Regions from separate parts of the Mus musculus genome. Here all the other regions are linked to region 1. Evidence: chromatin contacts called from public HiChIP or PLAC-seq and promoter capture Hi-C data. All regions are on one chromosome and are shown on one strand. Each heading gives the region's core, a stretch centred on a gene start, on an enhancer-like site or on the middle of the called end of the contact. The rest is flanking DNA. Distances are from core to core; before and after follow the strand shown. Region 1 holds the start of Ggta1 (glycoprotein galactosyltransferase alpha 1, 3). Region 2 holds the start of Rbm18 (RNA binding motif protein 18). Region 3 holds the start of Rabepk (Rab9 effector protein with kelch motifs). Region 4 holds the start of Fbxw2 (F-box and WD-40 domain protein 2). Region 5 holds the start of Phf19 (PHD finger protein 19). Region 6 holds the start of Ttll11 (tubulin tyrosine ligase-like family, member 11).

Region 1 (4,277 bases), core at 1,230-3,729:
TTAGCTAGTGTTACAGCTCCTCCAGGGTGGGGAGAGTGTTTCCCCGCTGCAAGTGTTATAACTCTGCTCTGGCCCGGCACAAGAACCCAGGAAGGTGGTGGCTGCCTCGGCTTGTGGGGGAGAAGCAGCAGAGACAGTAGATGAAAACAGTGTTGTCACAGCTTTCCTTGGGGCGGAGCTTTCCATAGAGTTTGGGCTTTTTACTTTGATGGCTGGCCGCGGGTGGGGGTGGGGGGCTGAGAGGGGCGGGGAGGGAACGAGGAGGGGCAGCGAGCTGAGTCTGACCAACCATTAGGGAAGTGAGAGTGGTCTGTGGGCGGAACCTGAGTGTTGGCGTAAGGAGGTCCTCAGGGGAGGGGCCTAGCTACTCATGAGCCTTCTGGGGCTTACAAAGAGGACCTAGGTTCTGTTCCCACGCCCACAAGGTGACTCGAACCATCTTGAATTCCAGATCTTGGGTTTCCGAGTAGTTTCCTTTGAACTTGTGGGACACCCAAGCACACACGTTGTATATATACATACACATACTTGCATGCAAAACACTCATAAAACAAACAAAAACTTTAAAAATCTTATTTTTTTTAAAACTATAACCAATGGTGGATATTTTAACAAAAGCAAAATTATACCCTTTTATCTGGGGATGAAACAGATCCAATTGAGCCTGAGGGTGGAGCAAACCAGATGAGGGCAGATGTGCTTGTTGGGCATAGAGGTATAAACTCTGCCACGATTATTTTGGGTTCCTTTCTAAATAATTACAGAAGGTCGCAGTGGCTCTGTATAACCCGATCAGAGGACACCCAAGGCTCGAAGGCCACAAGCAAGCTATGCTCTAGATGCCTCTTGGCCAGTTTTCACCCCAGAGCTCAGGACTGGGAGACCTAGCCTAGTAAGCATCCATGGGCAGTCCTTAGCCTGTAGCCCGTGGCCTTTCTCCTTTCTTCCCAGAGAAACACCCAGTGTGGAAAGACCTTCCAGGCTCCCAGGTGTCTGGCTGTAAGCCAAGCCAGTGTCCATGAGACCTTTCCTCATTGCATAGGGTGTCGGTTCCCCACCCCATCACCCAGTAACACCCCCCCCCCCCCACACACACACCCGTAGTTCCTCCTCTGCAGCCCCTATCACCATGGGCAGGTCAGAAGACACAGGCGGCCGTGAGCGATTTCTTTTCTTTTTCTTTTTCTTTTCTTTTTTTTTTTTTTTTGCTGGTTTCAGGCTTTTTTCTGCCTGAGTGGAGATGAAACATCACTCCTCCCACAGATGGGAAAGAGGTGCAGGTTGGGGTAAAGTGAGGGACACCCGATGCATCACACGTGCATCACGCCGGACGTTGTGTTGGGGGTGGGGGTGGGAGTGGACTCTCTAGGCTCCCACTCCTCGGGTCGGCGCACGCCACTTGCCTGCGCCCTAGGCCGCCGAGCTCTGCAGGGGCCAGAGGCGCGCACCCCACCCGACACACCCGGACAGAGCAGCGGCCGGGTCTCCTACAGCGCAGGGCGCCGCCCGCCCGCCCGCCCGCCCGCGTGGTCCCGTCTCCAGCGCAGCAGACAACACACACCCGGCCTGCTTTTGCGGATCAGGTGGGTCCCGCCGGGCGTCTGACACTGAAGCCACGCGAGGGCTTCAGTGGGGAGGAGGTGTGGGCGAGCGGGAGCGCCGCTATTCCGGCCCAGCCCTACCTCGGTCCTTGCTTTTGTCCTGGTCACTCGATCATTTCCTCTGTATCCACTTCTGAACTCTAGGCTCTGTCCCACCCTGAACAGTGTCGCTGCATCTGTTTGCTTACTGGGGTCTCCCGCCACCTTCCCTCGCTATCCGAATAGCTGATATTCAGGGCAGCACAGGGCAGCACAGGGCAGGGCAGGGCAGGGCAGGGCGAGTAGGGCAGATCAGATCCTGGGACCACCGGTACTAACCAGTGAGTGTAGAAAGCAGGAGGTGTCTTTTCCTACTGTAGTTAGGACAGGGCGGGTTGGCTCTTCTTATGGACAAGATGGAAAAGGGGTGCAGGTAGGGGCAAAGTGAGAGACACTCGAATTTGAGAGACAGACAGACTCCTAACAGTGAAGGAAGGACCAAGCCAAAATCAAGCCTGGGCAAAGTCTCAGGCACTAACTTTGCTGTGTTGGGTGATGGGAGGTAATCTCGTCACAACTTTTCAAACCACCTCGTTCCCACTGCAAGGAGACACCATCAAGTGTTTGAAGATGGCAGGGGAACCTCTCAACAAAACACACACACAAACGTTTTATTATTTTATATTTATTTTGCATGCAAAGTACTGTGTTTCATTATGGCATTTTCATACATATGCGATTGCACAAACTCTTGAAAATCATCCAAGAAACAGCAAAGCGGGAAATAATGTTGTGGGGGGGGGGCGCGGAGGAGAGAGAACAGAGACTGGAGAGAGTGCTGTCCTCCTTGCTGCGGGGGCCAGGAAGAGGCTAGGAGGGCGGGGATGTCAACGCCACTAGCTCCTCCCTCAGGAAGGACCCCAGGGACTCTTATTTTTGTAGTTTTGCTTGTCTGGGCCACTATCGGCCCCAGAACAGATCTGACTGCCTCTTTCATTCGCCCGGAGGTAGATAGGTGTGTCTTAGGAGGCTGGAGATTCTGGGTGGAGCCCTAGCCCTGCCTTTTCTTAGCTGGCTGACACCTTCCCTTGTAGACTCTTCTTGGAATGAGAAGTACCGATTCTGCTGAAGACCTCGCGCTCTCAGGCTCTGGGTAGGCAAAGGCGAGGGGGCTCGCCATGGCTCGGGTTGTCCAGGGATTGGGGCATCAGGACTACGGGAGTCTCTGCCTTTTGATAGTGCTTCCTTACAGTTATTTTTGGGAGTAGTTGCTTCTTCCTGATGGGAGCCGCGTGCGGGTCCAAGCTATCTTTTGCAAGTAACAGGTGTCTGGTGACTAAATGCAGGGCTGAACACTTCACTTGGGATTACCTGGTTCCAGGGACTTTGAGTATTGGCGCAGGCCCCAAATGGCCTAGGAGGGGTACCTGGAGACCCTGGCTCCTGCTCCTGTGATCTTACTACATAGAACCGATTCTTTTATTTCTACTTTCTGTGTTAGGAACGCCCCAAGAGGATGTTTTGGGGAGGCCTCCTGTCCCCATTCCCTGTGATTAGGGTCAGTTTTCAGTGGAATGCCTGAGATCAGAAGGCGGGAGATCAATTGATTACTGTCAATGGCCCCCTGTGGCTAAACTTTACCGGAAGCTTTCTCAGTCACAGAGCAGGAAAGGCCGCCTTGCACTGGCCATACTGACTCTGAGCAGCCATTTGCCCGGTTTCTGACACTTCTGAGCCAGGGGCTGACCATGGGTTTTATTCCCTGTGCACTTCTGGGTCTTGGTGAAACTTTTAGTGTACATGGGTCTCTTAGGTTCCCCAGCCTAACAGGATAAGCTTGGCACTGTTGGCTGGATTTATAGAGAAGGAAATCAAAGTTGGGAGAAGCCAAGTCACTGGTTTATGGGTGCTCAGGGTTTGGATTGAATCTGAGGTTGGAATGCACTCCAGCCAGCCTCTAAGGCTTGTGTGCTTCCTGTTTGTTTGTTTGGAGTGTGTGGTTTTGTTTTGTTTTGTTTTGTTTTGTTTTGTTTTGAGACAGGGTTTCTCTGTGTAGCCCTGGCTGTCCTGGAACTCATTCTGCAGACCAGGCTGGCCTCGAACTCAGAAATTCCCCTGCCTCTGCCTCCCAAGTGCTGGGATTAAAGGCGTATGCCACCACAACCTGGTTGCTCACTTTCTATTCAGCATCTCCCACCATGGCAAGAAAACGACTAAGGAACAGATGGCATGACTCTGGGGGGAAGGGCTGGGGAGAGTGGAAGGGAAGAGGTAGTGGGTGGGGCTGAGCATTTCAACAGGTGCAGTTCAGGTATAAATATTATTTTTTGAAGTGAATATGCTTTCTGATAAATAATCAGGGGTCTTTACAAGTTATTTACTAATTTTTAATTACACTCTAATTTACGTACACTAAAATACATAAACCGTAAGCATTCTTGGTTTTAATGAGTTGGAAGGTTTTTAGAGGGACAGTCCTTGTGTTTGGTCTAGGCTGGTCATTTTCTGAGAAGTGGCTGAAGTCTTGTGTGACAAAACTTTTGCCAGGGGATACAGCACACCTGTCTACTCACCTGGATAGTGAGTCCAGGGCAGACCAAAATACGGATACCACCAAAATCCAACTTGGCGGACCCCAGAGCTTTATTAATGTTATTTATGGGAATATAGGTGAGGGGTTACTTACAGAAGTATACA
Region 2 (4,277 bases), core at 1,153-3,652, 680 kb before region 1:
CTAACCCACTCACAAGAGAATCCGTTTCTCCTCTTACTGCATGTGACCTTGAGGAGGTCAGTCCTTCTCAGCAACAACTTCCACCACATCTTTTTTTTTTCATTTTAAATAATGAATATTTTAATAATGCTTTTTATAGACTCTTTTAACAGTTTCATACATTTATGAACCTATATCCTGGCTTATCTACTGCTCCAGCAACTCCTTCCAACCACTGTGTATTGATATACAACATACATTTTTTTATTTTCTTTTTTCTCTCTCTCTTTTTTTTTTTTTTTTTTTTTTGGTTTGACAAGACAACGTTTCTCTGTGTAGTCTTGGCCATCCTGGAACTCAGTCTATAACCAGGCTGGCTTTGAACTCAGATAATCCGCTTGCCTCTGCCTCCTGAGTGCTGGGATTAAAGGCGTGCGCCACCCGCATCCCTAGTCCCTGCTTGGAATGTTCTCCCTTTATCTCTTTACCATCCATTCTTCTTTATCATCATTCTGTCAGAGCACAGGGTCATTGGCCAGCTCTTCCAACTAAACTGGTCACATTTCCTGAAATGCAGCTTTCATGCCAATACTTCATCACAGCACATAATTTTTAACAATAAAAGTAAATATGTATAATTACTTGATCCTTATCTAAATATCTCCATATGACTGCTGGCACTTCACAACAGCTCTAGTACACGAATCTACCTACTAACCTACTTGTCTATTACTGTACCCTGTACTTAGTATAGTACAAAAATAAAGACATCATACAAATGTGCTAAGTATGATAATGGACTTCCACAAAGATTAAATCCTTGCCAAATGTCAAAATGCTGGCACCAGAGTTGGAATCTACACCTCTGATGGCTGGTCCTGGGTTCTATTTCTCAACACTGCTTCCGTTATCCCCTGGATTTCCAGTTCTCTGCTTGGAACATGGTGTGCTTCTTTACAAACTCAGTACCATGTAAAGAAAGGTATTTGGAATACCTGACTCAATACAACATCCAAATGTCCTTGGCACACGCCAAAGGAGGAATAGTGGACAAAGACTTCACGTAAAGACTAGGACACCTGGATTCCAATGTACCCGCCTCATCAACCCTATCACATGCAACTTTGGAATTCACAACCACTTACATTCAAAGAGCATGGATCACAGCTCTACCCCAGATGAGAACTATAGCAAATAATTTCTCCTAATTTGGTTTTGTATCCTCGGCCATTCACTGAAGGAATCAAATCAAGTTTCCTGGCTTTCCAACTATGGGTTCTCTAAGATTCTGGGAATTTCAATGGAATGTGGTCAAAAGAGAAAGCACTGTGGATCCGATCCACCATCTGTGGTGAAACCACCCCGAGCATGCAGACCTTACAAGAGGAAGAGACGAAGACCCTTATGGAAGGTCTCAGTAAAGGTTGAATCCTCGGACACTATAGAAAATGTTAAGGCCAAGATCCAGGATAAGGAAGGAATTCCTTCTCTCAGCAGAGGCTGATCTTTGCTGGCAAGCAGCTGAAAGATGGCCATACTTTGACTGTAACATTCAAAAGGTGTGCTGAGACTTCATGGTGGTCCTGAGAAAAGGATAAAGGGTTATAGCACTGCCAAGAAGAATAAGAATAAGAAGGTTAAGTTGGCTGTGCTGAAATACTATAAAGTGGATGAAAATGTCCTCCTGATCAACATGGGGCTAGAGTGTTCATGGCTAGTTACCTTGACAGACATTACTGTGGTGAGTGTTGCCTGCCTTACTGCTTCAACAATCCAGAAGACAAGTAGTTGTGTGTGAGTTAATAAAAACACAGGAATGAGAAGGAAAAAAAAAAAAAAAAGCACCAAACTTTGAGATGGCCTAGGCAACTGTCCTGCTTCTAGTGCTTCCTAAGTATGTGATCTTAATCTGTAAAATGTGCCAGAGTCACGGGAATGATGAAGCACCATCGAAATGACAACTGTTTGCCCACTGGTCAGCAGAATGATGATTTTAAAAGCCCCAGGCATTCGACTCAGGCCTGGGTGGAATTCAAACTTCATCACTTGGGAGACGCGCGACCTTGGTAAAGACAGCGCTTGAGTTTTTGTTTCTTCATCACCACCGGGAATAATTACACCTCCGCGTGTAGGGTTGTTTGGAAAAGGCATTATTCCTGTCAGGTGACGTCTTAAGCATCAGGAACTATTTACCAAGTTCCCAGGCAAGGCTCTAAATGTCGGCTGAGTGACAATGGCCCCGCCCCACCCTTGTGAGCATAGAAGTCCCGCCCCCGGCCTTAAGGTCCAGCCGAACTCTGCTGAACCAGTCACGGATAGTATCCTAGCCCTACGAGGTCCCTCCGAGAGCCTAGAAAAGTGTCACCAGAGCTCGAATCCCGCCCACTCCTTGAGAGCCGACCCCCACACACACTCAAGGCCACTCACCAGCTACGGCCGGGACTATAGAGAAACACACGCGGGACAGCGGAGGTGCGGGCGTCATGACGTCACGGGCCAGCGCGGCGGCGCAGGCGTAGTGCGTCACGGGCGGCCAGGCGGCGAGCGGTGTTTCGGCAGAGGTAACCTCAGGTCCTTCGCTCGGACCCCAGCGTCGGAAGCTGCTTTCGGGGCATGAGCTGAGGGCACAGCTCTGAGGCTAGCAGGTGAGTACCCGAAGCTCAGTGCCATCCTGGCCGCGGGGCCTTGGCGAAAACCATCCTCACCCGCAGGCTTCTAGGCCCCGCCCCGGATTGTCCTGTCTCTGGCCGGAAATAACAATCCCATTAGTGACTTCGCTGCCAGGAATCGGGGTGCCGTGGTTGTTGGCCTGACCCCGTGGTTAACGTGTAAGAATAAGCGACCCCAGTCCCCTCCTGACTTTTAGAGTAGATACCGCTCAGCCGGGAGGAGTAGATTGGCATTTGTGAACATGTTACTCAAAGGAGTTGTCGCCTTTGCAACCCCCAAAAGACTTGATAGTCACATACTAACTTATTAGACTTTACTGTTTGTTTCTCAAAATTTCATGAGCTGAGCTGTCACATGTATATTCTTATTTAAAATGACCACGTGATGCAGGAATTTGTCTCCATCTCAGGAAAGAAGAGAATTGAAAATAGTGCCAACTCTGAGCCAGGCAGTGTACAATATGCTGGGCATAGAGAACCATGATCAAGGCCCTATGCCATAGGAGCTTTTATTATTTTAGAAACATAGGCAAAAAGTAAACTACTCATTGTGTTCACACACAGGAGCAGAGATCCTGAGGAAGATACCTAAGGGAGGGACTGTTACTAAAGGCACAGTAGTTGGAAAAGTTGATTTTGAGTCGAGTCTCTCTAGCCCCATGTCCTGTACTCTTCCTATTTATACATGGCCTCTTTGGCATGTTTAAGTATCTTTTTGGTGTTACAGTTGTTTTTAGACGTGAGAACATCAGAAGTTCTAGCATTCAAATCCAGCATTCTCAGTCTGAAGTAGTGCAACCCCCAGTCACACAGCTTTCTCAGTGTTGGGTGAGTTCTCAGCATGGTTCTGAAGGCATTAGGGGTAGAATTTGGCAGAGCTACAGACTTTAATGAGGTACTCTCCTCATAAGGGAACTAAACTGAAGAGTCGTTAAATGATAGTGCCTGTCTCAGTATCTGTCAATTACTTCAATATTTTGCCGTTTTTAAATTTAGTTCTCTTTTTCAAAAATATCCGAGAATGGAGAGTATTTCGTACAAGGCAGAGCTTGAGGCACTTCTAGATACAGAAGATACATGTTTTGGTTTGGGGGTTTGGGTTTTTGTTTTTTTTGTTTTTTTTTCCTAGGAGGGAGGTCTGAAGTCTGGTATAGGCAGCTATCGTCTCTGTCCCTTTACCTTTCCTTTATCATATTGTATATTTATTAAAATTTCATTTTTCATCTATAAACTCTTTTTTTTCTTCTCAGCAACCTTAACTAATTAGGAAAGCAGGATTTATCTTTACAGATCTTTTAGGTTTATTAACTCTGTGTGTATGAGCCTGTCCTGGCTATTTTGTGTCAACTTGACACAGCTGGAGTTCCCACAGAGAAAGGAGCTTCAGGTGAGGAAATGCCTCCATGAGATCCAGCTGTAAGGCATTTTCTCAATTAGTGATCAAGGGGAGAGATCCCCTTGTGGGTGGGACCATCTCTGGGCTGGTAGTCTTGGTTCTATAAGAGAGCAGGCTGAGCAAGCCGGTAAGTAACATCCCTCCATGGCCTCTGCATCAGCTCCTGCTTGAGTTCCAGTCCTGACTTCCTTGGTGATGAAGAGCAGTGTGGAAGAGTAAGCTGAATAAACGCT
Region 3 (4,277 bases), core at 473-2,972, 660 kb after region 1:
GGTTTGTTTGAGTCATCTTTTTAGCCCCTTGACTCTCATTTTTAAAAACAGAATTCAAACATCCCTCCAAGAACTTAGAATGTGATTTCTAGTCTAAATGAATTGGTTTCTACAATGTAAACCATCTGATAGTCCATTTTTTCTTGATAATATACCCTTCCAGCATGGCTTCTTGGTGTAATCCAAACCAAAAGGCCCAAGGCACATTCTGGAGCTCTGAGAAGGACTCGCTGTCTAAATATATGTTGGGCACATGGCAGAGCCAACCTAGCCCTGATTCTCTCCAGAAGGAAAGCAGAGTGAGGGGCTGGCGAGACGGCTCAGCGGGTAAGAGCACTGACTGCTCTTCCGAAGGTCCCAAGTTCAAATCCCAGCAACCATATGGTGGCTCACAACCACCCGTAATGAGATCTGACACCCTCTTCTGGTGTGCCTGAAGACAGCTACAGTGTACTTACATATAATAAATAAATCTTAAAAAAAAAAAAAAAAGAAAGCAGAGTGAGTGCATACCTCTAAATTCTTTGGCAGTCTATGGGAGCTTTCTGATAATTACAGGCAATCACAAAGACTCAGGTATTGGAAATATAATGGCAAAGTTGTGAAGAGAGCTGTAGCCCAATTTTACTTTGTCCATGAATTTTGGTTATATTTTCAAGTAACTAAATAAATAAATTGGAGTGGGAGCATTGTAAATCTTTTCTGTAAATCACAGCATTTGTATGGTGGAGGCAGCAGAATCAGGAGTTCAAGACCATCCTCAGGTATACAGTGAGATGGGAGGCAAGCCTGGACTGCATGAGACCCTGTCTCAAAATTAAAACCCAAGTTTTTCTTTTACTTGCACTAGTAAATTCTCTAGACAGCTGTGTTCCGATATTGCTATTCCCATTCTATCTATGAGTAAACTAGGGTTCAGAGAGGAGCAGACTCGTCAGACATTTCCCATTTAGTGCGGGAGCTTGTTTGAAGCCAGTCTGTCTTCCCTCTCCCACTAAAGACACACTACTTCTGTTTCTAGGCTGTCTTGAGTTCTGAGGGAAGTTAGTGAGCTCAGAGTATGGTACTCTGTTCACACATAGGCACATAGGCGAGCTATCTTTGTTTTAGGAAAGTCACGGGGCACCTATAGCTAGGACATAGATCAGAGAGGATGCAGATGAAGCTGTCAACAGAGGTAGTTTGTGTCTAGATAAAAATAATCACGGCTTTTACAAAGGACCAGCTCTGGGCCTCCATAAAAATTCCCGACTACAACCTCTATGGAAATCTTAAAATTTGTGTGTCGCTGAGAGAAGACACCAAAAGTATTAATAACTTTCCCCAAGAACATACAGTGTCAATGAACTTTTTATTCTTCAGCGTTTACAATAGGACCTCCTAGTTGTCCTTCGTGTTTAATCTCTCTGCTCAGCCTGTGAGCTCCCGGAAAGCCCAGGGCCTGTGGTCTGGAACGTGCTGTAACCACAAACAGCGATTATGGAAATAACCCGCTTTAGGATCCACAGTTTGAACCAACCTCAAACCTGCACAGGCAAAACCTAGCATCCTATGGCATGCAGGAAATCTCACTCGGGAGCCTGAAGCAGAATTCAAGGTCAGCCTGGCTTACGTGAGTTCCAACCCATCCTTCCCCTTCAGAAGTCACTACTAAGGACTGCTGTAACAAACTCCGTCGGGACCCGAAATTGGAGTTATGGACCGGATGCCAACCAGTACGCAGAGTTCCGGGAGGCCCTGACTAAGTTTGGCGCGTAGTCCCGGAGACCCGGAGGCGTAGAGCGGTTGGCCTGGACGCGCTTCCGGGACTGGGGAAGAGGACGGGCTCCTAAGCTCCGCCCCATGGGTGGAGCCACGTCCAGGACATGCGGGGGCTGCGGCAGGTAATAGGTGCTGGGCTGGAGGTCTCTTAAGGCAGTAGGCTTGAACTGGGTGGGAGGGGTAGTACCCATGGTCTCCGGCCGGTCAGTTTTGGGGAAAGCTGGCAGCCATTTCTCCCTGACCCCGACTTCTTTCGCGCGGAGATGTGGCCGGCAGAGGGGACGCAAAGGAGGTGGCTAGGAGAGTCCCCGCCACGCCGGCCCCTCTAAGCTCTGGGCTGACCCTGTGGTCATTAGCCTAGCCCGCTTGTGGGCCTCATCGGCCCAACTCTCCTTTAATTCCCTTTCTTCATTCGTTTGTCCTTCACTTCTACACTCTGCAGGTCCATTGGTAAGTTATCGGAATGAATCAGAAGGCCGGACATGCTAACATTTTGGAATCTAGTTTCGATACTTTTCTGTTACTTTTATTTTGAGACAAGTCTCACTGTGTAGCTCAAGCTGGCCTCTGCTGCCTCAAGCCTCTCTAGTGCCATGTAGTGCACCACCATGCCTGGCCGATTACAGACTTTTAAATAGATAGTTACATTCAGGGATGTAAGGGTGTAGTTCAATTGGTAGACTGCCTGCCTATCGAGAACTTAGCCCTGGGTTTGATCTCCAGAAGGCATAAAAAGGTATGGTGGTGTTTGCCTGTAATTCCAGCTTTTGGGAGGTGGCAGCAAGAGAAGCAGAAGTTCAGGGTCATCCTTGGCTACATAATGAGTGGGGGCTAGCCTAAGGTACATAAGACCGTGTCTCTAAATGAGTAATGAGTTTAAAAGAAAAGATAATTACGTTCAGAATGACTCCTGTAATATGGTGGTTAAATGGATACAGTCATATATATTGTGGTCTAAACCCAAGTCCTGATTAAGCCTTCCTGCCGAGGGTGTATGTGATGTATATTGCTAATCCCTGAGGCAGGAGCAGTAACTTGAGAGACTGGAAAGGGGTAATCTCTTTAAATAACCTTTGAAATTTTCTGGGACTTGAACCCAGAGCTTTGCCCATGCTAAACAGACACTCTACCACAGAGCCATGCCAACTCCTTGAAACTGGCTTTAAATATCCACTAGCAGTGTGAAAATTTACAGGAAGGAAAGATAGGGGCGGCAGTAATTACCACAGAATGCTTGTTAATTTTATTAAATTCCCACTGGGTGAGGCAGTGCAAGTTATGAAAGTCAGAGGAGCAACAGAAAGCCCAGTATTGCAGGCAAGGCCCCAAAAAGCCACAGAGTGAGATCCTGTCCGAAAATAACAGCAAAAAGATAGAGACCAGAAAACTTGGTTTCTATGGCATGCTAGGGCCAAGGTGAGGCAGGGTTAGCCCTAGATGTCCTAGAACTCACTATGTAGACTAGGCAGGCATAGAAATCACAGAGACCACATGCCCCCACCTCTGCCTCACCGGTGCTGGGATTAAAGGTGTGCACCACTATGCCTGGCTCTCAAAAAAAAAAAGTTTAAATCCAATTTTTAAGTTAGCCTATAAAACAACATGTCTCATTATGCCGTTTTCATATGTTCTGATTTGCACCCGCTGCATGGCTGCCTTCCTTGACACCCTGTGAGTTCTTTATTTTGGAGGTGGTTCTTTCGGGTTTTGTTTGTTGTTTTTGTTTTTGCTTTTCAAGACACGGTTTTCCTGGATAGTCCTGGCTGTCCTGGAACTCACTCTGTAGACCAGGCTGGCCTCAAACTTCAGAGATCCTCCTGCCTCTGCCTCCTGGGTGCTGGTACTAAAAGTGTGTGCCACTACCACCTGGCTAACCTGTTTTATCTTAATAAAGATCTTAAGGCCTCTGACAGTTTGATGTATGTTCATCCCTTATGAGCCTTACAGACAGAAGGAAAACATTAGCTGAGAAACTTCAAAAGCTATGTTGTGTCAACAGCTGGAATGTAACTCAAGATAGACACTTACCTAGCATGCATAAAGCCCTGGATTATCACTGGGGGCCGGGGGGTGGGGGGGGGGCAGCTGGATATAGTGGTTACAGTACTGAGGAGAATTAGGCAGGAGAGTTGCCCAGAGTTGGAAGTCAGCCTGGGCTACTTGTTTCTGAACAAGAAAGAATTATCTCAGAAGTGTGGTAACGTTGATTCAGATTTGTCAGGCCTTTGAACTTCGTACATTCAACCTCAGAGATTTGGGGTGTTTGTTTTGTTTTGTTGTTTTTCTTCCTGGTTTCAACCTGGGGCCTTTCTCATCCTGGGCAAATGCTCTACCACTGAGCTCCTCCACAATCCAATAAGAAAGGTTTGAGAGGGGTGTGGTTGGGTTTGTTGTCTTGTGGGAAGATGTCTGAACACTCCCTTCCTCTCTTCTGCACAGGGCATCATGAAGCAGCTGCCCATCTTGGAGCCTGGAGACAAGCCCAGGAAAGCCACATGGTCTGTAAGGAAGGATTC
Region 4 (4,277 bases), core at 743-3,242, 640 kb after region 1:
ACTGGGATTGGCTGGGAGACAGTGTCCTACACCTCTCCCCCTCCTGTTGCAACATTAAGCCTAGTAAAAAGCCTGTCTCACCAGTGATCCCACCAACTCTCAGTACCGTGAACTGGTTACACAGACAGCAGAGAAAGGCTTACTGATGGCAGATGGGAAACTCATGGTGGCAGCAAGAGAATCAGTCAGCATGGAAAACTTAGAAAGTGACAGCTGGAGCAGCAGCAGAGAGGCTTCAGAGTGGTCAGGAATGGAGGAAGGACAGAAGAAATAGAAAGCAAGAGAGGGCTGAAGAAGAAAAGTTTGTAACAACTGAGAAGGGAGACTGTGGGTCCTGCTCACCTCCCCAACCCGGAAAGGAGACCTTGAGCTCTTGATTATGCTACCTCTGCCTCTAAAGTGCTGGGAGTATGCACCCGGGCCACTATCTCTAGCTTGGTTGTCAAGTCTTTAAAGCCAAGATTCTCAGGGATTGTGGGCCAAGAGTTGCAACACTAGCAGGCGTTAAGGGCTAAGGAATTAGATCTACAGATCTAAGAGATCTAATTAGATCTAAGAGACCAGACACCCAAGGCTTGTATAAGAACTGTTAACTCCTTCTCCCTTTCCTCCTAGCATTTGCCCTTCTCGCCTTGTTGCTCTGGCGGCTGCTGTAAAACAAGGGAAAACAGGGCAGGTGAGATGGCTCAGTGGGTGAGAGCACTGACTGCTCTTCTGAAGGTCTTGAGTTCAAATCCCAGCAACCACACGGTAGCTCACAACCGCCTGTAATGAGACCTGACGCCCTCTTCTGGTGCGTCTGAAGACAGCTACAGTGTACTTATTTATAATAACAAATCTTTGGGACTGAGCGAGCGCCGGTCTCACATAGGGAGCGGGGTTGACCGGAGTGAGCAGAGGTCCTAAATTCAATTCCCATCATCCACATGAAGGCTCACAACTACAGCGTACTCATACGCATAAAATAAATAACTCTTAAAAAAAACCCTAGCCGGGCGTGGTGGCGCACGCCTTTAATCCCAGCACTCGGGAGGCAGAGGCAGGGGGATTTCTGAGTTCGAGGCCAACCTGGTCTACAAAGTGAGCTCCAGGACAGCCAGGGCTACACAGAGAAACCCTGTCTCGAAAACCCAAAAAAAAAAAAAAAAAAAAAAAAAAAACCCAAGGGAAACAAAAGCTTTAAATAGGAAAAACAAAAACAAACAAACCAAAAACTGGGCAATGATGGCGCACACCATTCATTAGTCCCAAGCTATTGGGAGAGGCAGGCAGATCTTTGAGTTCAAGACCAGCTTGGTCTACAGAGCGAGGTCCCGGTCAGCCAGAGTTACAGAAAAACCTTGTCCCATCAAACAGACAGGCAAAGCTTTCACACAGCAGCATTTATAGAGCTTCTTGCTTACCACTTCTATCTGGGGGGACTAAAGGCTTCACGCTAGTTAGCTGATATGTAACAAGCGCTTCGGAGAACAGCTGTCTCCGTGGCTAAGTGGCCACGTTTGGACAGCGTGCATGTATGTCCTGGGATTCGAGCTTAACCCAGCCCCTACCCAACTCCCTTACCATGTTTTGTCCTTGCTTCCTGCAGTATACTTTGTTATTTGTCCTGTCTTCCTCCTACGACTAGACATAGACCTCGCGCAGTTAGGGATTTGTTCAGCTGTGTCAGAATCGTGTTTGGGAGGTGCCAGGTGTCAATGGGCTGTTTGAATATCGTCACATGTGGATTTGGAGCCTTAGCCCTTTCTCTCCTGTGAAATATTACCCTAACTTGGTTAAAAAAAAAAAGTAGATGAGGAAAATAAACATTGTGCAAATCTAGAGGTCCACCTTGCTCAGGATCATAAGGTGTAAGCGCAGACGGTGGTACAGCACATGTTCGGCCCTTTTCCACAGTCGGGGCCATTCTTTCCCAGGTACTTGGAGGGCAGAGACGGAAGTAGAGCCGCTTCCGCCCGACGCTGGGCGCCGGAATGGCGCGCGGAGATGACGCAGCAGCACCGGAAGCCGCTCCCCTGTGAGGCTGCGGACCCAGAGCAGCGGCCGTAGGTCCAGGTCTGTATTTGCGATTGGCCGGGCCGGGCTGGACAGGAATCCCCAGCGCCCGCGGCGTTACTGACCCGCCGCCCCGGCCTGTTTTCTCCCTTTCCCCGCAGGCGCCATGGCTGTGGAGCGGACCCGGCCGCTGCGACGCTCTGGCGGCCCGAGCGCGCCTAGTCGGTGTGAGCCCGGCGCGAGGTCCCGGGCCCCGGGGCGCTCGCTCAGGTCAGTGCCGCGCGGAACACGGCTCCAGGAGCAGGGGACCAAGGGAGTCACGAACGGGCTGAGAGACTCGGAGTTAATTTTAGACAGGAAAATTAGAGCTAAGAGTTCCTGCCTTCTGGTGCTTCGGTTTTTCCTAGCCGCGAAACGAGTTAACATTGATGCCCCAAGGCTAGCACTTTAATTAATTAAAGATGATGAAATGTGGACAGGTGGTTTATAAAATGCAGAACGTAGTAGTATGTGTAGGAAGGCACCATGCTTGTGTGTATGCCTTGAAAACAGGTGTGTATTTGAGATGATGCTTCTTTTTAAAAGGGGAGAAATGACAGTATTAGTACTACATTATAACAGTAACTGGCATTTATTGTAGGCTTATAGTGTGCCAGATACTGTACAGAACGCTGTTTAACCCTAACAATCTTGTAGGTAAAACAGTACCAGGCGACAGTTTACAAGTGAGGAAATTTGGCTTGAAACACAAGAAATGATTTGCCCATGGTTACCCAACAAGTGAAATTTCAGAGCCCGTGTTTTATAAACATTATTTGTATTCTTTCAAAGGTTTAAAAGATTAGTCTCTAAATTAATGGCTTTTAGGCCAAGGGTGGTTGTGGACTCCAGCAGTCCCAGCACTCCAGTCTTGTGAATTGTGAGACCAGTCTGGGCTTCACTGCAAAAGCCTGTCTCAAAAAACAAAATAAAACAAAAAGCAAAACAAAAAGGAACAGTAAAAACAATTTTCTAAATATCACAAGCAAAAGGAGGAAAAGATCTTTACAATAGTGTAGTCACATGGTTTTAAATACAAAAAGATGTTTTGTTAAAAGGGACTTCATCCCTTTTCTTTCCAGTTCTCTCTTGAAGCAATATTTAATCAGCTTCCTCAATATTCACAGAATACTTTTCTGTACACATAATCCTCTGTGTAGACCAGACTGGCCTCAAACTCACAGAGCCTGCTTCTGCCTCCGAGGGCTGGGATTAAAGGCATGTATCACCACGCCTGGCCTACCTTTTAACTGGTTGTGAAAGGGGAGGCAAGGAGACAACCTTCCCAACAACAATGAGTATTTATTTTTTGTTCTTTAAAAAAATGATTTTTAGTGTGTCTATATGTCTGTGTCTATGTAGGATGTTGGAGGGAGCATGTATATGCCAGTGTGTGCGTGCGTGGTTTTGCATACAGCTTTATGGAGTCAGTTTTCTCCCCCCAAATTTACGTGGGTTTTGGGTATCCAACCCAGGTCATCAGGCTTTTCAGTAAGCACTTCATCTCACAGGCCTGAAGCCTTGATTCCTTACCTGCATAGGTTATGCAGACTAGAAGGAGGGAAAACATTGAGTTTACACCCATAATGCCTTGCCTGTAGAAGATGCAGGTGGAGATTGGGTACTACTGAGCTGCTGCTCCTGTGTAACTCTGGTTGAGCCACCCTGCCTCTTGGGCCCTAGCCTCTTTGTTGGTAAGGGCAGTAGTATTGACTTCTTCTATGAACCATGTTAGAATCAAGCGTGATATTTTTAGGCGCTGCTTCAGTTATTAGGACCAACATAAATATAATTGCTTAGAAGCAGAAACCAAATTCATGCTCTCATCTCCCAATTTAGGAATGTTTATCATACTACACATTTCCTCAGAGCTTTGTGATTGTTTCTGTTGAGGACTGCAGAACAAGTTAAGTGTTTACATTGAGAAGGGTGAGAGGCACAAGATAGCAAGGGGGGTGTGCAGAAAGAAAAGAGCTAAGGAAGCAGTTAGCGGCTTAGATGTGCCGTATCACTGCAGCTTTTCTGATTCGCACACTGCTAAGTTAGAATAGCTTCTGTTTTACAAATGGAAGCTTAGACTTTAGTTGAGCATTCCATGATCACATATTTCCCAGGTTGATCTCTAACTTAGTTATCTTGTAAGGGCAGCCTCTAAGAAGCTAAGATTGTATGTTTCACTGTGCCAGCATCATGGAGATTGTTAATTTGCTTTATCTTACAGGCTACAAGGACCCTCATGGCTC
Region 5 (4,277 bases), core at 1,075-3,574, 550 kb after region 1:
GTTTCTCTGTATCATTCAAATTTTAGTATCTACGTTGCCTAAGGGAGCACTGATCGTTTTTTTTTTTTTTTTTATTACTCTATGTGTTGGTTTTTCAGGACGGACATGGTTTCTCTGTGTAGTCCTGGCTATCCTGGAACTTACTCTGTAGACCAGGCTGGCCTCGAACTCAGATCCACCTGCCTCTGCCTCCCAAGTGCTGGGATTAAAGGCCTATGCCACCACACCTAGCTAGCACTTCTTATTTTTTTAACCTGGATTATTATTATTTTTTTTTTTTTTTGATCAGTCCCTCCTGAAATTCCCTCCTCCTGAAATACGGGCCTCTCTGTTACTGTATCCTGTCCAAATGCTAGTTTCTCCATGGACCTTAGCCTGTAAACCACTGTGAATGACACACAACCTTTTTGGTGACATTACAAGTCTCCTGTCTTTAGTATGTCAACACCTTCTCACTTCACACACTGCTTTGGAGTTTACCAAAGCACCTGCTCCTTCTTGAGCCTATGTTAACCTCTCTCTAGGCCACGGCCCCGTGAGGCAGAGTAGTGTTGCCCCCGCTTTGGAACAGATAGGACGGGGTATATAAATAAACCTTGGGGGCTAGCTTACCCACAATCCCCCTGCTCAGAGGCAGAACTGGCCTCATAGCAACAATTCCCTAATTCCATGCTAAAGACCTTTTTTATATAAAAGTGTTACCCCTGTACTGGCTGCCTCACCAGATTGCAGGCCCCATTTCTCTTACTTGCCTTTGTGCCCAAAGCCAGTTGTAGCCCTACACAAGAGAACAGTGGATGAATACAGACTAGACAAAGCACGGTATTTACCTTCTGCCCACCCATGGGGTGACAGGGACTTTGCATACAGTGCCTCTAACCTTCCCAACAGCTGGACAACTAAAGTGACACACTCAATCTCACATCCAGGAATAGGTGGCGCCAGCCTGTGAGTTACAAAGCCAGGCTTGCTCTGTTGTCTCTGTCCCTGGAATCCTAAAGGTGCCTCTGGCCAGCCTAGAGGCTCATGACAGAGCTTCCTGTACAGAGAAGGGTTATCTCTGCAGAAAGTGGTGTGCAGCTATGCCTTCCTGGGCTGGAAGAGCCTGTCTGGTGGGGCTGCTACCAACTTCCTTTCCAGGCTCAGCCAGATTCTGCTGTGGGTCAAATCCTCAGGAGGAGCAGTAAGACCCAGAAGTAAAGGGGAATGTGGGCATGTGGAAGAGGACTCCTGTATCTCAAACTGAGGGGGCAGACAGGAGCTGCAGGCCAGACTGCCCACACCCCAGGGAGCAGAGGGCCAATGTGAACCCTGAAAAATGAACAGGGAAGGCTCTAGGAGGAAAGAGCACACCAGGAATGCACTCATCCCAGCAGGGTGTGTCTGCAGGGAGCCATTCGAGCAGGTGCAGTGGGCAGTCCAGATTGAAAGCAGGGATGCAGGTAGGGGGTGTTGACCGACACTATCTCAAGCTCTGGCGCCAAGAGTGCGTCTGGTTCAGGACACTCTGGTTTTTTTCTCCTGGAGGGAGATCTTATCTGATTGGAGCCCTATCCACAAGATCTGTCTTAAGCTTGCCCTTTTCATATTTGCCGTGTTTGTGCACATGGTCTGTGTGACTATCTCTTTTACACTGTTAACTCTACAGTGCGTGACTGGCATACTCGAGTGGGTCTTGTGGTCACTGTGTCGGGGCTCTATGTTGCTGACTTGTGTATGCCTTGCACGTGGTTTCGCGGGAGTCTATGCTGAGGGCAGTGTCATTTGAGTGTTGTGACTTATGGCACACATATATATGTGGTGTGTGTCCTGTGTCTGATTCTCTTAGGCTTTTCCTGGTCTCCAAGGAGTAGTGTGGAATGTTGGTTCTGTAAGATCAAGGTGCTGGGAGACCAACCCGGGTCGTGAAGGGTCTGGGTGTAGTAGCTGTGTGCGTGTGGTGTGCGTACGCTCGCCCAGCCGTGGTTCTGTACAGCTGTGTTTCCGCGTGTGCCCGCTGGACTCGCTGCGCGGGGGCGGCCCCGGGAGACGCTGCGGGGCCCCGCCAGCCGCGGGCTCCAATGGCAAAGCCGGTGCGGCCCCTGCTAATTACATAAGCGGGGACGTCAATAATTCGCGGGAAAACGCGAAAAAGATGGCGCCCCGCGCCCGGGGGGCCCCTTCCTGAGCTCACCGGCCCCTCCCTCCCCGCGTCCCCTCCTCCCCGCGGCGCCCCCGCCCCGCCCCGCCCCCGCCGAGACCCCTACCCCGGCCCCAGGGGCGGACACTCGGCCAGGCAGCCCTGGGCCGAGCGCACCGCCGCCGCCGATGTGCCTGGTGGCCAGACTCCAAGTGGGACCGGCTGACGCGCTGCCTCGCGGTAAGTCCCGCGCTGCGGGCGCCCCGGGAGTGTCCGCGTTTCACGCTTTAATCCCTGCACACGACCCCTCTCCTAGAAACCTAGATTGAGCCCTAGGATCCCCGGGCGGGGGCTGGAGGCTGCGCGCTTGTGGGATGGGGATAGAGATGGAGCCCGAGCGGTACCCTCAGGGCAGCGGGAGTCCCAGCCACAATCCCAACGCTGGCCAGGGTGTGGGTGACAGGTCTCCGTTTGTGGCCGTGTGCCTTTTCTTTTCCATTTAAAGCTATGGAGAGGAGGATAGGCAGGACATTTGGGATTTTGCTCACGTCCAAAGTAAGGCACGATCGGCTGGGAGCGGGAGAAAGTTTGCAATTAGAGCAACTGAGGAAAGGAGTGCCTGAAGCTGAAGGGGACACTTTCTGCAAGCTATCCTCCCCCCTGAACACCCTTTTAAAAAGCCAACGGCCGCCCTGGAGAGGCCTCGGCGCATGAATCATGCGCGCTTCCTGCCCCCGCCCGGCCCCGCGCGCCCAGTGCCGCGGATTTGAACTGGACTCCGACGGGAACCCGCAAACAAGCATTTCTGTGCCGATGGGTTTGAATCAGCCAATCACAGCCCTCGGGGGCCCTCTCCAGGAGGATGGAGGCGGGATGGGGGGGCCACCACCCGGGGGCCCAGCACGGCCTCGGGGGCGCAGCGACCCGGCTTGCCCCCAAAAGCTCAGTGGGGGAGGAAATGTCAGTTTGTGAACCTGCTGAGGCCGGCCGGCCCTGCGGTACTCCAGGCCCAAGCAAGCAGGGACCTCCCAGCTCCCAAAGAGCCAAGTGCCAGGGAAGAGGGCAAAAGTTCTGACTACAGCCCACACCTGGTGCTTGTGCCTCTGCCCTGGAATAAAAGACAGGAGGGAGAGAAGGCAAGAGGAGCTTTACTCCCATCATCGGGAGACCCAAGACCCTGACTATGCCCTGCCGCCCCAGGCCCCTCATATGTCCACGTGTATTTAGTTTTACGTATAGGACTAGCACATTGCCAGACTAACCTTCTCTGAAGAGGCACTCACATGGAAACACACCCAGAGCTGTCTTCTTGTGGGCTGGCAGGGCACCAGGTGCCCAACACCTAGGCAGAGGGAGAGACCCTGAGCAGGAGCGCCCCCACCATCCCCACACACGGCAAGCTGTGTTTGACCTTAGAGTGTATGTATGTGGAGGAATGTGATGCCAGGTGAGCCCCCCGGAGGGGAGAAAGCAATAATGCTGGCCACTCCTGAAGGTTTGGGAAGCCACAAACCTTCTGGAAGATTCCTGGAGGGAAGCTGGGTGTCCTGAGACTCCCCGTACCAGGTGCCAGCCAGTAGTAGCAAGCGACAGGCTCAGGAAAATAGGCTTGGAAAAGATGAATGAAATAATTGATGAAGAAAACTGAGACAGAGTTGGAAGCAGAATACGCTGGGGAATTGGGCAGGATGCTCCAACCATTCTAGGGTGGAGATTTGGAGATTCTCAGGCCACTGCACCAGGAGCCACTGTGGCAGGGAAGCGAAAGGCAGCACTTCAATGAGATGGGGGAGAGCCAGATGTGTTAGGTGCAATGGGAATGGCTTAGCTGCTGTGGGCAGATGTGCTTCAGACAGGTTTAAATGCCCCAGACTGGTTCCCATGAAGTCATCAGTTAATTGAGAATAGAAAGGGGAATTACAAAAGGAGGGCATGTAGCTATGTCACACGGTTCCCATGCCACCTCAAAAGTTTTCAGTACTAGGTGGGCCTTTCTCTGAACACATTTTAGGGGAAACATAACATCTTAAGTGCTTGCATCCTCAGAACTGGCCCACATATGGGACAAAGCCTCAGCCTCCTGGACTCGTAGTGGGGTTCAGATCCATGGGTCCTTTGCGCCAGGCACAGTGGGAAGATTCACTCTCTTAGAAGCAGC
Region 6 (4,277 bases), core at 448-2,947, 520 kb before region 1:
AACCCTGAACTAATTCCTGAGGGAGAGTGAATGGCTGGGCAGGGAAGGCCCCACGGACAGCTCCAGAACTCTCCGAAGGCCTCAGGCAAGTCTCTGGTTCTTGATATTGGGGCCTTAGAATCAACGGGGCAACTTTAACAATCCCGCCCACCCCCAACCAGTCACACCCACAGGCTCAACCAGATGTTCTGGGCCACAGGGTAAGCACCTCAAGCACCTACAGGTTCTTGACGCCTCCACACCTGGGTGGGCCTCGAGGCAGCTTGTTCACACACTGAAATTCCCGGCCAAGGAAACAAGACTTTTGGAGAAATGCAGGAGGGGCCATTTTCCCCCAGGACCCTTAAAACTAAATGTGGCAGAACTCACTGAAGTGCAACCACGGCCACTGGTCAGTCCAGGCTGCTGTTACGACTTTCTAACCCCATTTTCTGAAACTTTCAAGTTAACCCAAATGTGGCTCCCTCAGGCAGGAGAGGACCCTCTTCTAGATCAACTCTACATTTTTATGCCTACCTTAGTTGGGTATAGGAGTTCATCACTCAGGAGGCAGAGGCAGGCAGAACTTTGTGAGTTTGATACCAAGTGGTCTATATAGTGAGTTTCAGGACAGCCAGGCCTGCTAAAGAGACCATCTTAACAACAACAAAGTATGGCAGCCATGAAAAACTGAAAGGAGGGGCTCAAAGAAATACTTGTACATGAATGTTAATGGCACTATTAGTCACAAGAGTCAAGGGATTAAAATAACCAAAAAGTCCGCAGAAAGGTCTATGGAAGAATAATTGTGCACGCACACATAGAATATTTGTAAGCTTTATGATGGAGTAAAATTCTGACACCCACTATGATGAAAAACAAAAACAAAAACCTTGTGAAGCCAAATAAGATAAAAACAAGAGGTACCCCAGTAGTTAGATTCAAGGGGGAAATAGACTTGTGGTGACCAGGGCTGTGGGGTGGGAATCCCAGGAGTTAGTTTATGGGTATGCTTTCAATATGAAAAGTTCTGAAGATGAATGGTAGAGATGGTTTGCACCACAGTATGAATGCACTGAATGCCACTGAAGAGTGAATTAAAAATAGATTAAATGAGGGCTGGAGATGAAGGCTCATCTGCCATTCATTTCCTGGAACCACGCAGCAGGTCACATCAGGGAATCTGATGCTCTCTTCTGGCCTCCTTCTCCACCAGGAACATGCATAGTACACATACATACATGTAGGCAAAATTATACACACCACACACATAATAAATTTAAAAATAATTAGTACGTTTTGTTATATGTTTTTATTGTAATAAAAAGTGTTGCCCTCTACAAGTCTAGGAATCTGAAGGGCTTCTCCATCTCATGGGAGAGACCTGAAAACCGACAAAGGTGGCCTCCAGCCTCAGTCTGAGGCTCACAGAAAAGGAGTCGATGAATGTAGTAGGACTGGGGAAACTAAGTCTCGTGTTTGAGGAAGATGCCGCTCTTCCCAAGTCCTTCCCTTTCCAAGCTCGGGAGCGAGACAGGAGCGCAACCTCTTTTACCCTCAGCCCCACTATAAATCATTCCTAGCCAGTCCCTGAGTGCTCAGAAACTCTGCATGTGTGACAAGCTGCCCTCTTCCAAGATGGCTATCGCCACCTCTGTGACAGGCCTGGTCACGTGGACGCGCTCGCTTGTGAGGTCGCCGGGCCCGGCAGGCGATTGTCCCTTGCGGGGCCCCGTCCCGAGGCGGCGACTATCCCTGTCAACCGGGGCCTGAGAGATCATGGCAACGGGCTCGGGCGGGGAGCGCGTGGCGGCGGCGGCGGCGGCGACGGCGGCGGCAGTTTGGTCGCGGGCCGGGACGGCGGAGCAGCGGCGGCGGCGGTGGCTGTGGCGCCGGCACCGGCCCTGAGCGTCATGCGGCGCAGCAGCCCGGAGAAGAAGCCGGAGGCTGAGTGGGAGGCGGACGCGGCGGCGGCGGCGGCGGCGACAGCAGCGGCGACCGAGTCGCTACCGGCGGAGACTGAGAAGCAGCAGGGCGTGGACGCTGGCGCGGCCGGGGATCCAGAGCGCCTGGAGCTGGAGGAGCAGCCCAAGGACGTGGGCCGGATCCCGACCCCGACGCGACGCCACGCGCCCGAGGAAGGAGAGGCCCGCGTCGTCCGGCGGCTGCCACCAGCGCTGCCCCTGGCCCAGCCGAGGCCGGCGGCGCGGGCCCTGAGCCAGCTCGTGAAGGCACGGGGCCGGAGCCGGAGCCGGGTCTACCGGCGGAGCGCAGGCTCGATGCGGCCGGTCACCGTGGACAGCTCCAAGGCCCGCACCTCCCTGGACGCGCTCAAGATCAGTCTTCGCCAGCTCAGGTGGAAGGAGGTGAGGCCCGCCGGCCCGGCGCGTGGGCACAGGGGGGTCGTCCCGAGGCCTGGCCCCCGGAGCCACTTCCCAGGTCAGGTCAGCCCGTCTCTGCTCTGCTCCCCTACAGCTTTTCTTATGTCTGCAGCCCTGGCCTCGTCAAGCTGTAGATCCTGGTTTATCCGTCCTGTCTTCTCCTCTGTTGGCCCCGGGGCCAGGGGCCACCTTTCACTTTCTGCATTTCAGTGATATTTAAAGTTTAGTAAACTTTCATGCTTAGAGTGCCACTCTTGGGCCAGGTTTGTGCTCGCCAGCGCCTCACTACACTCTTCAACTTAGCTGTGCGACCTTGAGCAAGCTACTTTTCTTCTTTTGGTCCCGTTTACCTCGGTAAAGGGAAGCCGGTTCGTTCCGGTTTGGAGCATAGTGCCTAGTGCTTGCACAAGGTTTCAGCAAATGACAACCTACTTTCATCACGATCTTTTACCACCACCACCATCACCACCACCGCAGACACTGATTGGGGGATGTAGCAGGTGACAGTAAGTGGGGGTGAAAGCATGTGTGAGCAGATGAATCACCCTTGAATTCATTTCAGACCTTTTAAGGGACGGGGTGGGACAAAAGCACCAACGAATCCGAGAGGTTTCTATTTTCATTGGCTGAGTAAATAAAGCCAGCTGACTTTATTTACAGCATAGAAACCATTGGTCCACTAAAGATTCCGTGCGCAGAGAGCATGAGGGCTCAGGCTCTGAACTTTGTGCTAAGTGTGGTACAAGTGGTTTAATGAAGTTGGAGACTGGGGAGAGATGGCCACAGGTCCACTATGGTCAGAATGTTGATGTCCCAGTGGAAGAGTTTGGTTTGGAGAGAAACCAAGAATCAGGTGGGGTGGTGGAGGTGGGGTCTGGCAATCCCAGGTGTCAGAGCCCTCTCAGTCTTGATTTTCACACCTTGGAAACTGGATGAAGATTGGTGAGACTCGGTTCTACAGTGTCTAAACTGTAGATAAAGTCCCATGTCCAGCCCAAAGATAGGCAGGCCAGGAAGGTAAACTTGGACTTGTCAGAGCCACCCAAAGATAGGCGGGCCAGGAAGGTACACGTAGACTTGTCAATGCTGCTGACCTACTGAAGAGAGTCCAGGGATAGAAAGTAGCTAAGAACTCAAGCTGGCTAGCAAGTGCCTGTGTTCTCAGCTCAGCCCTGAGAAGAGACAGGAAGCAGCCTTTATCTTGCTCACCCAATCCAGCACAGGTTCATTCTCTTAATTTGTAGATATCCTCTATGGTGATACCAAGTTCTATGCTGGGCCTAGAGAATCACACTTTAAATGTACTCTTGTCTTCAAGCGTTCCTAGTTCAGTAGGGAATGAAATCCAGTAAGTAGTCCTGGTATCTGCAGGCCCATTGCTGCTGCTGCTGCTGCTGTTGCTGCTGCTGCTGCTGCTGCTGCTGCTTTAAATGCTCCTTTCCCAGCTAGCTATGTGCATGGCTTTCTCTGTCACCTCTTGGGACTGCTGATCAAGGTCCTGAGAGAGGTTTCCCAGGCAATGTTCGCAGCCATCTCTAGCCCTGGCTGTTTGCTTCATAGCATGAACCTCTACCTGACATCGTGTTGTATTTGTTTATTGACTGTTTTTCTCACCAGAATGTAAGCTCTTCGAGGGCAGGCATTTTGTTTTGTTACTGCTGTACTCAAAGTTGTCTGGCATCTGGAAGTTGCTCAATAAATATTTGTTGAATGCATGAACATATTATGTGATGAGTGTCTCTATATGCTGTGGGAGACAGAGGCGGTCAACTCTAGTACATCTTCCTCAGGGAAGTGAAGCCCAAATGAGTCTTGAGTGTTGACCAAAGTTATTTAGTGGTGTGGACTTTGGGTCCCTGGTAGAGGGAGTGGTGTGGGCCAAGCAGAATGCATGCAGTGCTTTGCAGTAGAGCTGGC

Evidence for each region. Promoter capture Hi-C pulls out the DNA fragments that hold promoters and counts their contacts. HiChIP or PLAC-seq counts read pairs in DNA pulled down with a chosen protein or histone mark.
Region 2: a FOXA1 HiChIP or PLAC-seq map of pancreatic cancer cells shows a contact between it and region 1. The contact joins the promoter of Rbm18 here to the promoter of Ggta1 in region 1. A contact is called at or near these places in 1 of 39 promoter capture datasets (cranial neural crest) and 2 of 115 datasets of contacts at active chromatin or transcription factors (memory CD8 T cells and pancreatic cancer cells).
Region 3: a contact with region 1 is called in a FOXA1 HiChIP or PLAC-seq map of pancreatic cancer cells. The contact joins the promoter of Rabepk here to the promoter of Ggta1 in region 1. A contact is called at or near these places in 2 of 115 datasets of contacts at active chromatin or transcription factors (bone marrow-derived macrophages and pancreatic cancer cells) and 1 of 9 other capture datasets (adipose tissue).
Region 4: a promoter capture Hi-C map of cranial neural crest shows a contact between it and region 1. The contact joins the promoter of Fbxw2 here to the promoter of Ggta1 in region 1. A contact is called at or near these places in 1 of 39 promoter capture datasets (cranial neural crest) and 1 of 115 datasets of contacts at active chromatin or transcription factors (embryonic stem cells).
Region 5: a contact with region 1 is called in a promoter capture Hi-C map of embryonic stem cells. The contact joins the promoter of Phf19 here to the promoter of Ggta1 in region 1. A contact is called at or near these places in 2 of 39 promoter capture datasets (embryonic stem cells and pre-B cells), 1 of 484 Hi-C or Micro-C datasets (embryonic stem cells) and 1 of 9 other capture datasets (liver).
Region 6: a promoter capture Hi-C map of pre-B cells shows a contact between it and region 1, with 4 times the contacts expected there. The contact joins the promoter of Ttll11 here to the promoter of Ggta1 in region 1. A contact is called at or near these places in 3 of 39 promoter capture datasets (cranial neural crest, liver and pre-B cells) and 3 of 115 datasets of contacts at active chromatin or transcription factors (bone marrow-derived macrophages, epiblast stem cells and memory CD8 T cells).

The regions. Positions count from the first base shown.
Region 1 is chr2:35,459,651-35,463,927 of GRCm38.p6, reverse strand. It overlaps Ggta1 (glycoprotein galactosyltransferase alpha 1, 3), which reads left to right and starts at 2,479. Exons shown (of 8, transcript NM_001145821.2): 1 at 2,479-2,733.
Region 2 is chr2:36,134,829-36,139,105 of GRCm38.p6, reverse strand. Rbm18 (RNA binding motif protein 18) reads left to right here and starts at 2,402. Exons shown (of 6, transcript NM_026434.4): 1 at 2,402-2,624. It overlaps Mrrf (mitochondrial ribosome recycling factor), which reads right to left and starts at 2,708. Exons shown (of 7, transcript NM_026422.2): 1 at 2,407-2,708.
Region 3 is chr2:34,797,357-34,801,633 of GRCm38.p6, reverse strand. It overlaps Rabepk (Rab9 effector protein with kelch motifs), which reads left to right and starts at 1,722. Exons shown (of 8, transcript NM_145522.4): 1 at 1,722-1,883; 2 at 4,201-4,259. The coding sequence starts at 1,866.
Region 4 is chr2:34,823,950-34,828,226 of GRCm38.p6, reverse strand. It overlaps Fbxw2 (F-box and WD-40 domain protein 2), which reads left to right and starts at 1,992. Exons shown (of 8, transcript NM_013890.4): 1 at 1,992-2,055; 2 at 2,157-2,265. It also overlaps a transcript of Gm34653 not described here.
Region 5 is chr2:34,912,023-34,916,299 of GRCm38.p6, reverse strand. Phf19 (PHD finger protein 19) reads left to right here and starts at 2,324. Exons shown (of 15, transcript NM_028716.4): 1 at 2,324-2,359. Gm24905 (a small nuclear RNA gene) reads right to left here and starts at 50; the gene lies at 1-50.
Region 6 is chr2:35,977,240-35,981,516 of GRCm38.p6, reverse strand. Ttll11 (tubulin tyrosine ligase-like family, member 11) reads left to right here and starts at 1,697. Exons shown (of 10, transcript NM_029774.3): 1 at 1,697-2,345. The coding sequence starts at 1,893.